Regions from separate parts of the Sus scrofa genome. Here region 1 is linked to region 2. The links are chromatin contacts, called in public Hi-C maps. All regions are on one chromosome and are shown on one strand. The core of a region is the stretch at or near the end of the contact, and the rest is flanking DNA. Distances in the headings are between cores, read along the strand shown. Region 1 overlaps MTHFD1L (monofunctional C1-tetrahydrofolate synthase, mitochondrial). Region 2 overlaps AKAP12 (A-kinase anchor protein 12).

Region 1 (6,431 bases), core at 2,955-5,454, 250 kb before region 2:
TATTATGTGTATAGTGCTTAATGACTTGGAGAAATAACTGGTTTGTTTAGTGGGGAAATAAATGAGATTTGTAGAGCATAACTTTGATGATGTAAAAATGCATAGAAAAGCAAGTAGAAACAAAGGGGTGTTTACCTAAATTATAATGATCAAAATTACAATCATAATCAGTGCGAACATCGGAGCCAGGCAGTGTACGAAGCCATCCGTATATATTAATCCATTTAATGCTCACTGCATCCCTTCAAGGTAGGTAAGATCGCTGCCCCTGTTTACACAGAGGGAGACCAAGGACAGAGAGGTTAAGAAAATTGCCCTGATCATAGAGGCAGGAAGTGGTAGAACTAGGATTCAACCCCACCCTGCCTCCTCCGAAACAGTCTCTCATCTTTCTACTGACCATATCGTCACATCCTATGCGTTACTGCAAGTGACTCTCGATTCCGGTAGCCGTCTAATTAGAGAGAGTGACTTCAAATGATCTACTCTAAACCTCATCCCATCCTGTGAGCAGATGGTATCCCAAACCTTATTGCTTGAGAGCCATTAATGCCATTATTGCTTTTAAAATTTTAGTAACTTAGGATAAACTTAGGATAATTTTTTTGCTTGGTTAGCAGAAAACTCTATTGCTTAAAAGGTAAATTTTTCATTGCGACCTGCCGAGATTTTTCTGTGGTTTTGGGGTGTTGAAACTCTTGCTTTGGTATTTTCTAACTCAAAATAACATTAGCCACCTTTTTTGGGGTCTGGATCTTGCTGTCTCTGTCACCCATCAGTTAATGTGTTTGAAGGAGGCCCAGAGTTGTTTTCTATCAGCCTCTTTTTCTTTGGACTGGGTTGGTTGGCTGTTTGTTTGTTTCAAGTTTGCTGTCTTTGTTTCATGGAAGAAATATCTTCCTAGGTTTATTTTTTTTTAAAGTATAGTTGATTTACCATGTTGTGACAATTTCTGCTGTACAGCAAAGTGACCCAGTCGTATATACACATACAGATATACACACATGCCGCTGCCAGTTGTTCATCTCCGTAGGTGAAAGACTTGATCTGGTTCCTCTATCGCGCAAAAGTATGGTCAACCCTACCGGTCAAGTGAATGATCTGCCAAGGCCAGGAACCCCTTCGGTCAGCATCACAGAGTAGATTCAATCCCTGCCATCCCTGGAAATTATAACCCTGAACTTTGAGTCAAAATGCCAGGCGCAGCACTTGGCACACAGTAGGTTCAAGTTATTGAATGAATGTCTCCTGATATTACGAGACCCTGATGTTTTGAGATTGTTTACCTTGTTTTCTATGCTGCTTTCCTTATCCTCTTCTGCTTTGGTTGTCAAGATGCTCTAAAACTAATAAACAACTCAGCTCTCATCATTGTAGGATGCCTGGACCACAGACCTACTTGCTGCCTGGTTCTTGACATTTGTTTGGTGTAGAGTTTCCACAGTCCTGATGTCTGTCCTTCTAACTCTTAAACTTTGTTATGAAGTAAGCCTCCTTAAATTGTTTGCCGACCACCTTTACCTACAGAAAGAGGTATACAGAAGATTGGGGGGCAAAATATAAAAATAAAGATGCTAGGAGTTCCCATTGTGGCCCAGCAGGTTAAGAACTCAACTAGTATCCATGAAGAGGCTAGTTTTTATCCCTGGCCTCATTCAGTGGGTTAAAGGATCTGGTGTTGCCGTGAGCTGTGGGTAGGTCGCTCCCGAGGCTTGGATCCTGCACTACTGTGGCTGTGGCTGTGGCGTAGGCCGGCAGCTACAGTTCCCATTCAGCCCCTAGCCCAGGAACTTCCACATGCCACAGGTGTGGAAGAAAAAATAAGTAGTGAATAAGTAAATAAATCAATAAATATGCCATCCGGAATGCTTCAAGACCAAAGAGATCTAGACTTTCACACACACACAAATGTATTCCTACCTTAGGTTTCTCAATTTAAACACCGCATGCAATAGTCTTAACCTTTGAGCAAAGTGGCAGGCAAAATCCTTATTTTCATTCAGGGACAGCCCGTGGCTTTTAGATTGACAGTTTTAATTTCTTCTTTTCTTGCTTCATTTCCGTCCCCGGGAAGAGGTTAAGCTGATGTACCACATTGACGTTTTAATGAAATATACATAGCGTCACAAAGGGCCAAGAAAGATATGTATCTAGTGCAGCTAGACACTCTGAGAGGGTCAGGGTTGTGTTGGGATTCCTAAAAGAGCAGAAAGTTTGGGGGCACCACTTGTCGGGGTCTGTCACATCCATTTTTGGCCTTTGTCCTGGTGGTGGAAGCTTCATTTCTGAGCTCACAGAAAGCTTGTTGGCACTCTTTGCAGAAATGTGCCATTTACCTGCTTTTAACAGTGACCTCTGGGTTGACAACCAGCAAGAATCGTAATCCCATTACACGCTTGCAGATTTCTCAGGGAGGTAGATGGTAATTAGCCTGCAGATGCCCACTGAACCCGCAAGATAGAGCTGTATCATGAAAAGGATGGTTTGGGGGGGGGGTACATGTAATTTGTCCCCTCCCACCAGAAGGGAGAGCCATGACTCATGCACACCCCCGACCCCTTGCCGGCAGCAACGCCTGGGTCACTTCCTTTCCAAGGACTCCTGCCCGCATCAGTGTGGCTCAGTGTGGCTCAGCCAAGTGAGTTGGACAGAGGGCCATCTGCAGGTGTGCACCACGACTCGTTTTCACTGTTTTAACTTATAACACTTGACCAATATTATGCATTTCTCAAAACTTCTGATGGAATTTCTTTTGGGGGGGGAGGGGGCACCCCTCGGCCTATGCAGTTCCCAGGCCAGGGATCTGATCCGAGCCTTAGTTTGGGCCTAAGCCACAGATGCCACAGCACTGGATCCTTAACCCACTGTGCCAGGCCAGGGTCAAACCTGCAACCCAGCGCGCCCAAGACACCGATTCCATTGAGCCACAGCAAGAACTAGGAATTTCTTTTTTTTTTTTCCTTTTTCACCAAAAGTGAGACAGCTTCAAGATGAAGGGCAGGACAGTGCAGTGGTGAGCACCCTGAATAAGGCATTATTGCCACATCTGCACCTGAAGTCCCTTCTCCTCTTTGACGGGATGATGGCCTCTGGTCCCCTGCCAGCCTATCCAACAGCTCTGAGCTGCCAGAGTTCTAAACTGGCTGTTTGTTGGGGTTTTTATAACATCAGAGTATAAAACTTGAGAATGTTTTATACATTGTGAGCAAGACAACTCCTAAGTGATACATATGTTGTGAAAGCTCTCAGGTACGTCCTTAAGTATTCAGGGCCTTCTCTTTCCATTTTATTAAATAATGTTTATTCCCGAAATCTGATCGAGGTAGCAGGTATCCGTACTCACCATGAGACTGGCATTTCCCAGAGCAGTTTCTCAAATATACCCAACCCAGCATTTAAAACACTCAGTCTGGGGAGTTCCCACTGTGGCTCAATGGTAAGGAACCCAACTAGTATCGTGAGGACGCAGATTTGATCCCTGGCCTCGCTCAGTGGATTAAGGATCCGGCATTGCCGTGAGTTGTGGTGTAGGTCGAAGATAGGGCTGGGATCCCACATTGCCGTGGCTGTGGGGTAGGCTGGCAGCTGTAGCTCTGATTCAACCCCTAGCCTGGGAAGCTCCATATGCCGCGGGGTCGGCCCTAAAAAGCAAAAAGAAAGCACTCAGCCTGGAGGCGAGCTGTGCGCTCTGTCCTGCGAGCCTGTATGTAGATCAGCCAGGAGATGGCCAGGAAGGGCTTGTCCTCGGTGTTACGTAAGGCCCTGGAGAGTCATCCATTTCATTTACGAGGAAGTCACTCTTTCCAATGGATTTTGGCTTTGCTTGATTCCGGACTCAAATCCTTCATGTATTGTAGGAAGGGAACAGTGGGGACTGGGAGAAGGACATGAAGATTTAAGCGGAGGGCAAGGCAGGCCAAGGTCAGCAAGAGGACATCTCTAAGATAAACAGCACTGAATTTGTGGGAAGCAGTTCAGAAAAAATCTGCTGCAGATACTTCCGTTGATATTTCCCCAGTAGAAAATCGAATGCACTGCTCCAGGGTGGGGTGTGGACAGAAGGTAGAAGGACCAGTGGGTCTGAGAAAAGGGAGCACAGGGGGGCGTTCTCTGCTTGGAAGTGACGAATCCTCCTCCTTGAGATGCACCTCAGATACTCAGGCGCTCGGCAATGAGTCATCTGGCCATTCTGCCGTAATAAATGCATCACTGTGCAACCACATGCATGCCTTCTTTCTGATTCACTCATTCAGTATTGAAACATGCTATGCACTAAGCCATGAGAAAAAACAAACAAAGCAGCAGCAGAAGCCTGGACCTTACCCTCAAGGAGTTTGCAGGCTAGTGAGGCACAACAGTTAAATACATGAACACCTAAAAGGGCTCTTTTCCCTCTGAGACACAGGGGACACACAGAGGTGCCCCAGAGCCTACGGCAGCAGATGGCACTGGGAGCCAGCAGGGGTGGGGAGCTCAGGCTGGGTGTGGTGGGGGGCGGGGCTCAGCCTGGTGGTGAAGGGTGAGATGGTTAGCCAGGTGATGCAGCGCAGAAAGCAGCATATAAAGCATCAGGGTGAGAGGGGACATTGCCGAAACCTGGTCATAAGGGGACCGTGCGTGAGTGCAGGCAGCAGGAGGTTTGGAGGGAGTGTGAGCAGTGATATCGGCCAGGAAGGCAAGGCCCAGGTCACTTGAGGCTTTGAGGAATCAGAACTTCATTCTGCAGGACCCGTGGATATTTATGAACTTACTTGCTTTTTAGCGCCACACCTGCAGCATATGGAAGCTCCCAGACTAGGGGTCGAATCCGAGCAGCAGCTGCCAGCCTACACCAGAGCCACAGCAACGCCAGATCCGAGCCTCATCTGCAACCTAGACCACAGCTCACGGCAACGCCAGATACTTAACCCACTGAACCCACGTCCTCATAGATGCTAGTCGGGTTTGTTACTGCTGAACCACAGCAGGAACTCCCTTCAGGACCTGTGGACTTTAAACAGAGCAATGTCATAATTGTGTTATAGACCAGAGCTGTCAGTCATGCAGCGCTCTGGAGAGTGGGTGGAGAGAGGGGAGACTAGAGGCTTGGGTACCTAGTTAGGAGGTGGAGGTAGAGGAGGGCAGGGGTCCCAGAGCAATTAGGGGGTAGAGTAAGCTGGACTCAGTGAGCGGAAGAGGGGAGGAGAGAATGACTCAAATATCTGGCTTGCTCCCCTGGTGGGTTGGGTTATCTTTTACTTAGCTAAGCAGGAAAGGAGGTAAAGCCAGTTTTAGGAGGCCAATCTTGTGTTGGGGAAACTCAAAGCACCCCCAGGTTCAGTGATTCACTAGAGGACTCAGACCCAGCATAGTCATACTCACAGTTACAATTTATGACAGCAAAAGAATACAATGCAAAATCAGCCAAGAGAGGCGCTCCCATTGCGGGCGGCTCAGGGGGTTAAGACCCCGACATAGTGTCCATGAGGATGTGGGTTTGCTCCCTGGCCTTACTCAGTGGGTTAAGGCTCTGGCGTTGCCACAAGCTGTGACATAGGCCAACACCTGTAGCTCTGATTCAACCCATAGCCTGGAACTTCCATATCCTGCAGGTGCAACCCTAAAAAGAAAGAAAGAAAAAAATCAGCCAAGAGAACAGCCACATGGGGTGAAGCCCAGAGGAACATAGGTATCCTCTGCCTGGCGCTTACCAAATTCCAGACTCCCACGGGGACTGGGTTCTGACATCCAAGTTCTCGGACACCAACCTTGCCATTAGGTCCAAGGGTAGCATTGTCAGGCCTGCAGTGCACAGTGATGAATTGCATTTTGAGCACGCTGAGTCTGAAGCATCTGTTGTTAAGTTCAAGTGAAGACGTCCACAGGGCAGCTGAACATTGGGTCTAGGATTCGTTCAATAATGAAGTCTGTGCTATAAATGCAAGGTTCTGGAGTCACTAACACTGCAAATGAGAAGACCAGCATCACCCAAAGAGGAAGCCGAGCCTGGGATTTCTCCCAACCAAATGCGGGAGACCCTCCAGTTCGACTCTGTCATATAAATGAGAAAACTGAGGCCCCTACTGTTACATAAGTGAGAAAACTTAGCTGTGCTTCTTTCTGTTTTATGTCTGTTGTTCTTTCCATCATTCCACACGTCTCAAAATGGCAAAGTCTTACATTGCCCAGAATGAATAAACTGGGGTTTAAATGTTAAAACCGACTTTGGGAGTTCCTGTCATGGCGCAGCGGAAGTCTGACTGGGAACCATGATGTTGCAGGTTCGATCCCTGGCCTTGCTCAGTGGGTTAAGGATCTGGTGTTGCCGTGAGCTGTGGTGTAGGTCGCAGACGTGGCTCGGATCCTGTGTTGCTGTGGCTGTGGTGTAGGCCTGCAGCTGTAGCTCCAATTGAACCCTTCGCCTGGGAATCTCCATATGCCATGGGTGTGGC
Region 2 (5,781 bases), core at 605-3,104:
TAACAAGATCTAATTGCTGGCAAGATGCCAGTTAACCTTGCTCAGGGTAGGCCGGATAGGGTGCGTTCCGCCCCCTGGTGGTTATATGGAGTAACTACGTGCCATTCTCTCCGCCCCGCCCCGCCCAGGCTGTGCTCAGCGTTTTTTGGAAAATTCTTACCCCCCTCTTCCTTCTTTTTCCTGTGTCCACCCTGGTCCACCCCAAACTCCCCTCCTTCCTCCCTTCTCCCGAGCAATAATGAACAAGATCTTCATGGTCTAAAGAAAAAAGCAATAGTAAAATCTTTCTTTTGTTTACTTATAGGGAGAGCCTGGTTAATGGGGTCAGACAGGCAAGGCATGAAGTGATAAAGGGGAAAAGGATGAAAAAAAAAGAAACAAACGTAGGGGGCCTAAATGGCCTTGGCTAATAGAAAATTGATACGTGAAACTGTGTCAAAATTGTAAGAGCCCCCAATTTAGTACTTACTTATCCTGTGTTTAAGAATTTAGAGCTGCCTGAAAAATTCTGAATTTTGAACTTTGGTTCTGACTGATTTTCATGGTGTGTGGCTTACATATTAGAGAGTCAGTTGTGTCTCTACATTGGAACATGGCATAGTGTGATCTAAAAGTTTAGCTTGGAGCTCCTGCTGTGGCACAACCCGATCGGCTGTTCGATCCCTAGCCCACACAGTGGGTTAAAGGATTCAGTGTTGCTGCAGCTGCAGCACGGGGATCTGATCCCTGGCCCAGGAACTCCATATGCTGCAGGGCGGCCAAAAATAAAGGGGGAAAAAAGTTTAGCTAACATTACACCATTAAAAAAATTTTAAAAAGGACATTATGCTCAAGTATTTGAGTTGTTTAAAAGTTAACTTGGGAGTTCCCTTGTGGCTCTGCGGTTGTCACTGCTGTGGCTTGGGTCAGATCCCTGGCCCAGAAACTTCCACATGCCCAGGTAGGGCCCCCCCCCAAAAAATAGCTGCTGCCTTGATCAAGTGCTGAAGACACAAAGTTCGCCTTGTAACAGCCCTTCTCAAAAAGTTCAGGAAAGTGGACAGCTGAGGCTTGCCAACCCCCAGATCAGTGTAGTTGTGTGTGTGTGTGTGTGTGTGTGTGTGTGTGTGTGTAGCAGATGGTGAAAATACTATAGGTGCTAAAAAGGGAAGAGCATTTTTGCACCTCATCAGCCTTTAAACAAACACGAGGATACAGAACAGTATTTTTTTTTTTTAATGACAGACTTTAATATCTGTGCGGTTTATTTCCTTTAAGTAATAGTAAAAGCTGAGATATAGAAGTAACTCGGTGCCAGGAATGAAGTAACGCTTTAGATAAAATGCTGCTGACTCTGGTCTTATTCATCCCAGCAACTTTTTAAAGACCCTCCCTGGGTCTCGCTGCAGAGCCTTACTGACCAGTAACAGAGACCCGCCACAGGGAGGGCTCCCCTCCTTTAAAACGAAACACATGACGCGCGAGCGCGGTGCCAAGTCCCGGAGCGCGGGAGGGCGGGCCAGCCCCGGCCCCGGCCCCGGCCCCCGGCCCCGGCCCCGGCCCCCGGCCCCCAGCCCGGATGGGTGGGTGGATGGGTGGGTCCTCCTATAATTAGCTGGGGAAAGGCATCCTCCGTCCGCTTCTTGCTGCTGCTGCGAAGGCAACTCTGGTTCTTGCTGATCCTCCTGGGGTGGCTGGGCGGTTCGTTCTTTCGGATCCCGGCGAGACCGCAGCGGGTTAGCAAGACCCCCTTGGGCTTCAGCCAAGCGCCAGAGGGGGCGAGGCCCGGTCGCTCCCGCCTGGGAGGTGCCGGTCCAGGATGCTGGGGATCGTCACCATCACAGGTAAGGCGGGAGCCAGGTCTGTAGTGTTCTCCCTCCACGGCAGGTGGAGTCACCTGCTTTGGGCTGGGAGAGGCTGCGGGGCGGCGGCTGGACATCCGGATGGGGCATCTCTTTCTCCCCCCGGGGCTGCCTTTTGGCTCAGAAGAGCATTCTCTCTTTGGTTTTCTCTTGGCCTGTGCTGGAATCTTCCTGACTTTGCCCAGGGGAGACCTGGAATGCATTTTGTGAAGGGTCGCACCCCTGCCCCGGGCAGAGGAAAGCAGCCGCGCCGGCCCAGGAGACACATGTTAGATTGGACTGAATTTGAAAATAGGTTGTGAAGACCTAAATCGCTTGCTGTGGTGATTAAAAAAAAAAAAAAAAAAAAAAAGAGGTAAATTCTGCTGTTGACCTGCTTCTTAGGAACTTTCAACGAAGGAACACTTGGCGATTTAGGGGACTCAAGTGTTAAGCGGTAGTTTTTATGAAGCCATCGTTACTGTAAAATCAGTAACTAAGGTCAGCAGCGGTCAGGCAGTGAATAGTAAGGTCTTCAGCTTGCTTTCTAGTAATCTGGCTGAGTGTAAGTGATAAGGTTTAATACCTACCTCTAGCTAGTAAGTTACAGATAGCAAACTTGTGGAAAGTTCTCAGCTCCTCCCGCTTGTCATTTGATCTTTTCATGCAATTGTACTGTAGCTGGAAATCTTAGGAACCTGCCTGCTTTCTCCTCCTCTCTGCCTTTTCCCCCCATCAAATTTAAGCTTCATTTGCTAATTTAGATTTTTATTAGACCAACTCTTCTCTAAATATCTGAGATTGCTGTTCTCCAAATAAACACGTGTTTTCTTCAAAGTGCAATATAGAATTTCTTGGACTTAAAATTGTTCTCAATCTAATCGCTTCTGCAAAGCCTCATCCGCCTCTGGAATTTTTAATGAATGTGAAAGTTGAGCAAAACTAAAAATACCTCTCACTTCCTATAGATTAGCTTGTTTACTTTGAGATTGTCTTAAAATTCCTTCCCCAAGTTTCCTGGACTGGCCTTTCTACCTTTTGCCTGAGGTGAAAATTTACACGGAGCCTAGAAACTATGATGAGACTACGCAAAATTTAAAAATTAAAACCCCCAAATTTTTCATTTTTTTTTCAGATCATTCATTTTTCTAGGAGTGAGATAAAGAAGTGCCCAACCCTGACTGAGGCTGCCTGGGGGTGTGGTTTGGGGGTGTTACAGCTGGGGAGTGGGGCCTCTATGACCATGCATGACTTTATTTCTGGGCGCTTTTTGTGTCCAGTGTAATCTTTATTATATCTGCTCTTTGATGAGTTCATCATATGCCATGTTTCTTATGGGAAGGGAGGGTGGTCCTTTTAAGCAGAAATTTAAGAGTTAACAAACGTGGAATACTTGAGGAGGCTTGAAAAAATTGGTTCCTATAATCCTAATGGGCTGATAAAGGAACAGAAACAGTTGGAAGAGCTGTCGGCTGTTTAAGGCAACGTTAAGTAATGAGATCGATTGCTTTCTCAGTTTTATTTTTATTACAATGTTGATATGAAGAATGAAGCAAAATGTGGTACATTTTCCTGGTGAAAAGAAAGTGTGCAGAAAATATTTTTTTTTTAACTTTTTAAAGTATACTGGATGTACAGTGTTGAGTCAACTTCTGCTGTACAGCAGAGTGATCCAGCCATACATCCATAAACCTTCTTTTTCTCATATTATCTTCAGAAATCTTACACTCAGAAACTTAATAGCAAGTAAACATTTCGCAATGGAAGAGGTAAATATGAAAAAGGAGTTTCCACGGTCAATTTTTTTCCCCTCCACAAGTGATTCTGATCAGGAAGATTTATAATCAATAGTCTTTAAAGAGTTGGTCAGAATCTTGAAAAGCAATAAAGGCTTTTAACATTGGCGTTAAAGATTAATTGAGTATCCAAGGTTTCTTGTGCCTCGGGATTGCCTGTTTAAATAATGTAGGAGGGGAGTTCCCTGGTGGCACAGTGGCTAAGGACCTGGTGTCATCCGTGCTGCAGCTTAGGTCACGGCTGTGGCAAGAGTTCGATCCCTGGCCCTGAACCTTCGACAGCATGGCCTAAACAGACAAATGAATAAATAAATAGTAGAGGGGAAAGTTGCTCCTGGCTGCTTTGGCAGGACCGCCTTATGTGAGGAGTGTGTTTCAGTTTCCCAATTCATAGGCAGGGAATGGGATTGACGACATTTTTGTAGACCTCCTCAAGGAAGGATTTTCCTTTCTTAAAGCAGGGGAAAGCTGTCACTTAATAGTGGCCATCACTCTCCCCTCCCCAGAGCCCGTGCAGCCACCACCCCCTGCAACGAATACAGCAGACCTTCCCGTGTGATGGATTCTATTCACATGACATATTGTCGCCTTTCCTGAAGTCTTTCCCTCACGTCCCGTTAGCAGTAACTCCATCTTCCAACTAGAAAGTAAGTCATTGGACGCCGTGATGATGAAAGAGGTGTCCCCTTCCCCACAGTGTGCCAGCACCAACGACACAAAAACCTTTTTGAATTAGGAAAATACCTTCCCTTTTTCCCCCCTAACTCATACGTATTATTAAGACTAAATGCAGAGTAACGTGAGGAATGGGCAACAGTATTCTTTGTCTCCCAAGTACACGGGGACAGAAGAATCCTCCAACATTCACGCAAGTTCTAGATTATTGGCAGCGCACTTACGCATCTCATTGTACAAGATGGAAAAAAATACCCACCCCCAAGGCTGCAGACTGGTTGTCAGGGGACATGTGCGACGTGAAATGGACACCCTCACAGCTCTGGCCCAGGTACTGCCACATGCTGAATGCCCGCTCTGAGTGGTTGGTATCATTATTCTCCACAATCATCCTGCCAAAAGTGATGGTTTAACCTCCTTTTGATCAGGAAAACGCCATTGCTCTCGGTGTTTTCACAACTGCAGGGTGGCTCGTAAAGGACCTCTTTCTCACACGGAAGATGCTGATGTTGGGTCTGTGGGGCCCACGTGTGTGCTAGGATGTTCAGGTCAAGGCCGGGGCCGATGCTGCCCCTCACCTCGGGCTCCTGTACAGGGTTTTGCTTCTCTGGGTTTTAGCCCCAGTTACACATCTCTCTTTGGAGGTGTCCTGGGTGATGAGCCTTGGAACAAGGAGCGTGGGTTGGGTGTGTAGCATATAACGGATGGATTTAGAATGTGGAGAATTCCTGGAAAAATTCCAGGACAGTTCTGCAAATCGTGGGGGAAAGTTAACCAGTTCCAGATGTCACAGCAAGCCGTCCTGATGTGTGTGGGGATTGGAGAGCCCTGGTTATACTACGCTGAAAAAAAATCAGTGTCATAGCTGTTTGCAACATTGTACTGTTTCTCTGGCAGACCCAGCTACGTTTGGATAAAAACATTAACATTTTGTAATCTATCATATTCCTTAAAAGTTTTCTTTTTTCTTTTAAACCTCTAAAGGAAAAGAAAACAAATCATGCTATTATCGTGTAATCTCGAAGTATTTGGAAGAGTGAGAAAAGAAAGCCGATCTTGCAGCTTTTGGACCCACAAGTGGTTGTTGAGTTTTGTGGAGCTTGCGGGCAGGCTGTCTGCATGGGGAGCAGGATCCAGGACAGGACCTTGAACCTTTTGGGATCATGGATCCTTGGAGAGTGGGGAGGTGGGGGACTGTATTTTCACAAGGAAAATGTATATTCGCCCATACACATGACAGATCTCTTATGATTGATATTATAAATTGGGATTAACTGGACATTTATCTGCAGATAACATAGTTTAGTAGATAACTTCTACGTGGAAAAAGCTTTGACAGGTCTCTGCCAAAGTAGGATTTCTATCCATGAAATGTCCAAGTTTTGGTTCTTTTGACATCACGAAAGATATAACTATTCATTTGTTCTCGCATGTATTTGATTTCATTAATATTCTGTAGTGTTTTTTTTTTGTTTGTTTTGTTTTGTTTT

Evidence for each region. A called contact is a pair of places that touch in the nucleus more often than the background predicts.
Region 1: a Hi-C map of skeletal muscle shows a contact between it and region 2, with 5 times the contacts expected there. The contact joins two enhancer-like sites. A contact is called at or near these places in 7 of 47 Hi-C or Micro-C datasets (embryonic fibroblasts, heart right ventricle, liver and 1 more) and 1 of 2 datasets of contacts at active chromatin or transcription factors (skeletal muscle).

Annotation. Positions count from the first base shown.
Region 1 is chr1:15,174,839-15,181,269 of Sscrofa11.1, reverse strand. All of the region lies in intron 27 of MTHFD1L (monofunctional C1-tetrahydrofolate synthase, mitochondrial), which reads left to right. Among named protein-coding and RNA genes, the nearest start is that of MTHFD1L, 150 kb to the left of the region's middle. Within about 2 kb of position 4,204, at least 28 of the 83 cell types and tissues checked have an H3K27ac peak or open chromatin away from gene starts, as enhancers often do. A contact at or near this core is called in liver and skeletal muscle, where this site is marked.
Region 2 is chr1:14,926,129-14,931,909 of Sscrofa11.1, reverse strand. The region is part of intron 2 of AKAP12 (A-kinase anchor protein 12); the gene reads left to right. Among named protein-coding and RNA genes, the nearest start is that of ZBTB2, 70 kb to the right of the region's middle. Within about 2 kb of position 1,854, at least 41 of the 83 cell types and tissues checked have an H3K27ac peak or open chromatin away from gene starts, as enhancers often do. A contact at or near this core is called in liver and skeletal muscle, where this site is marked.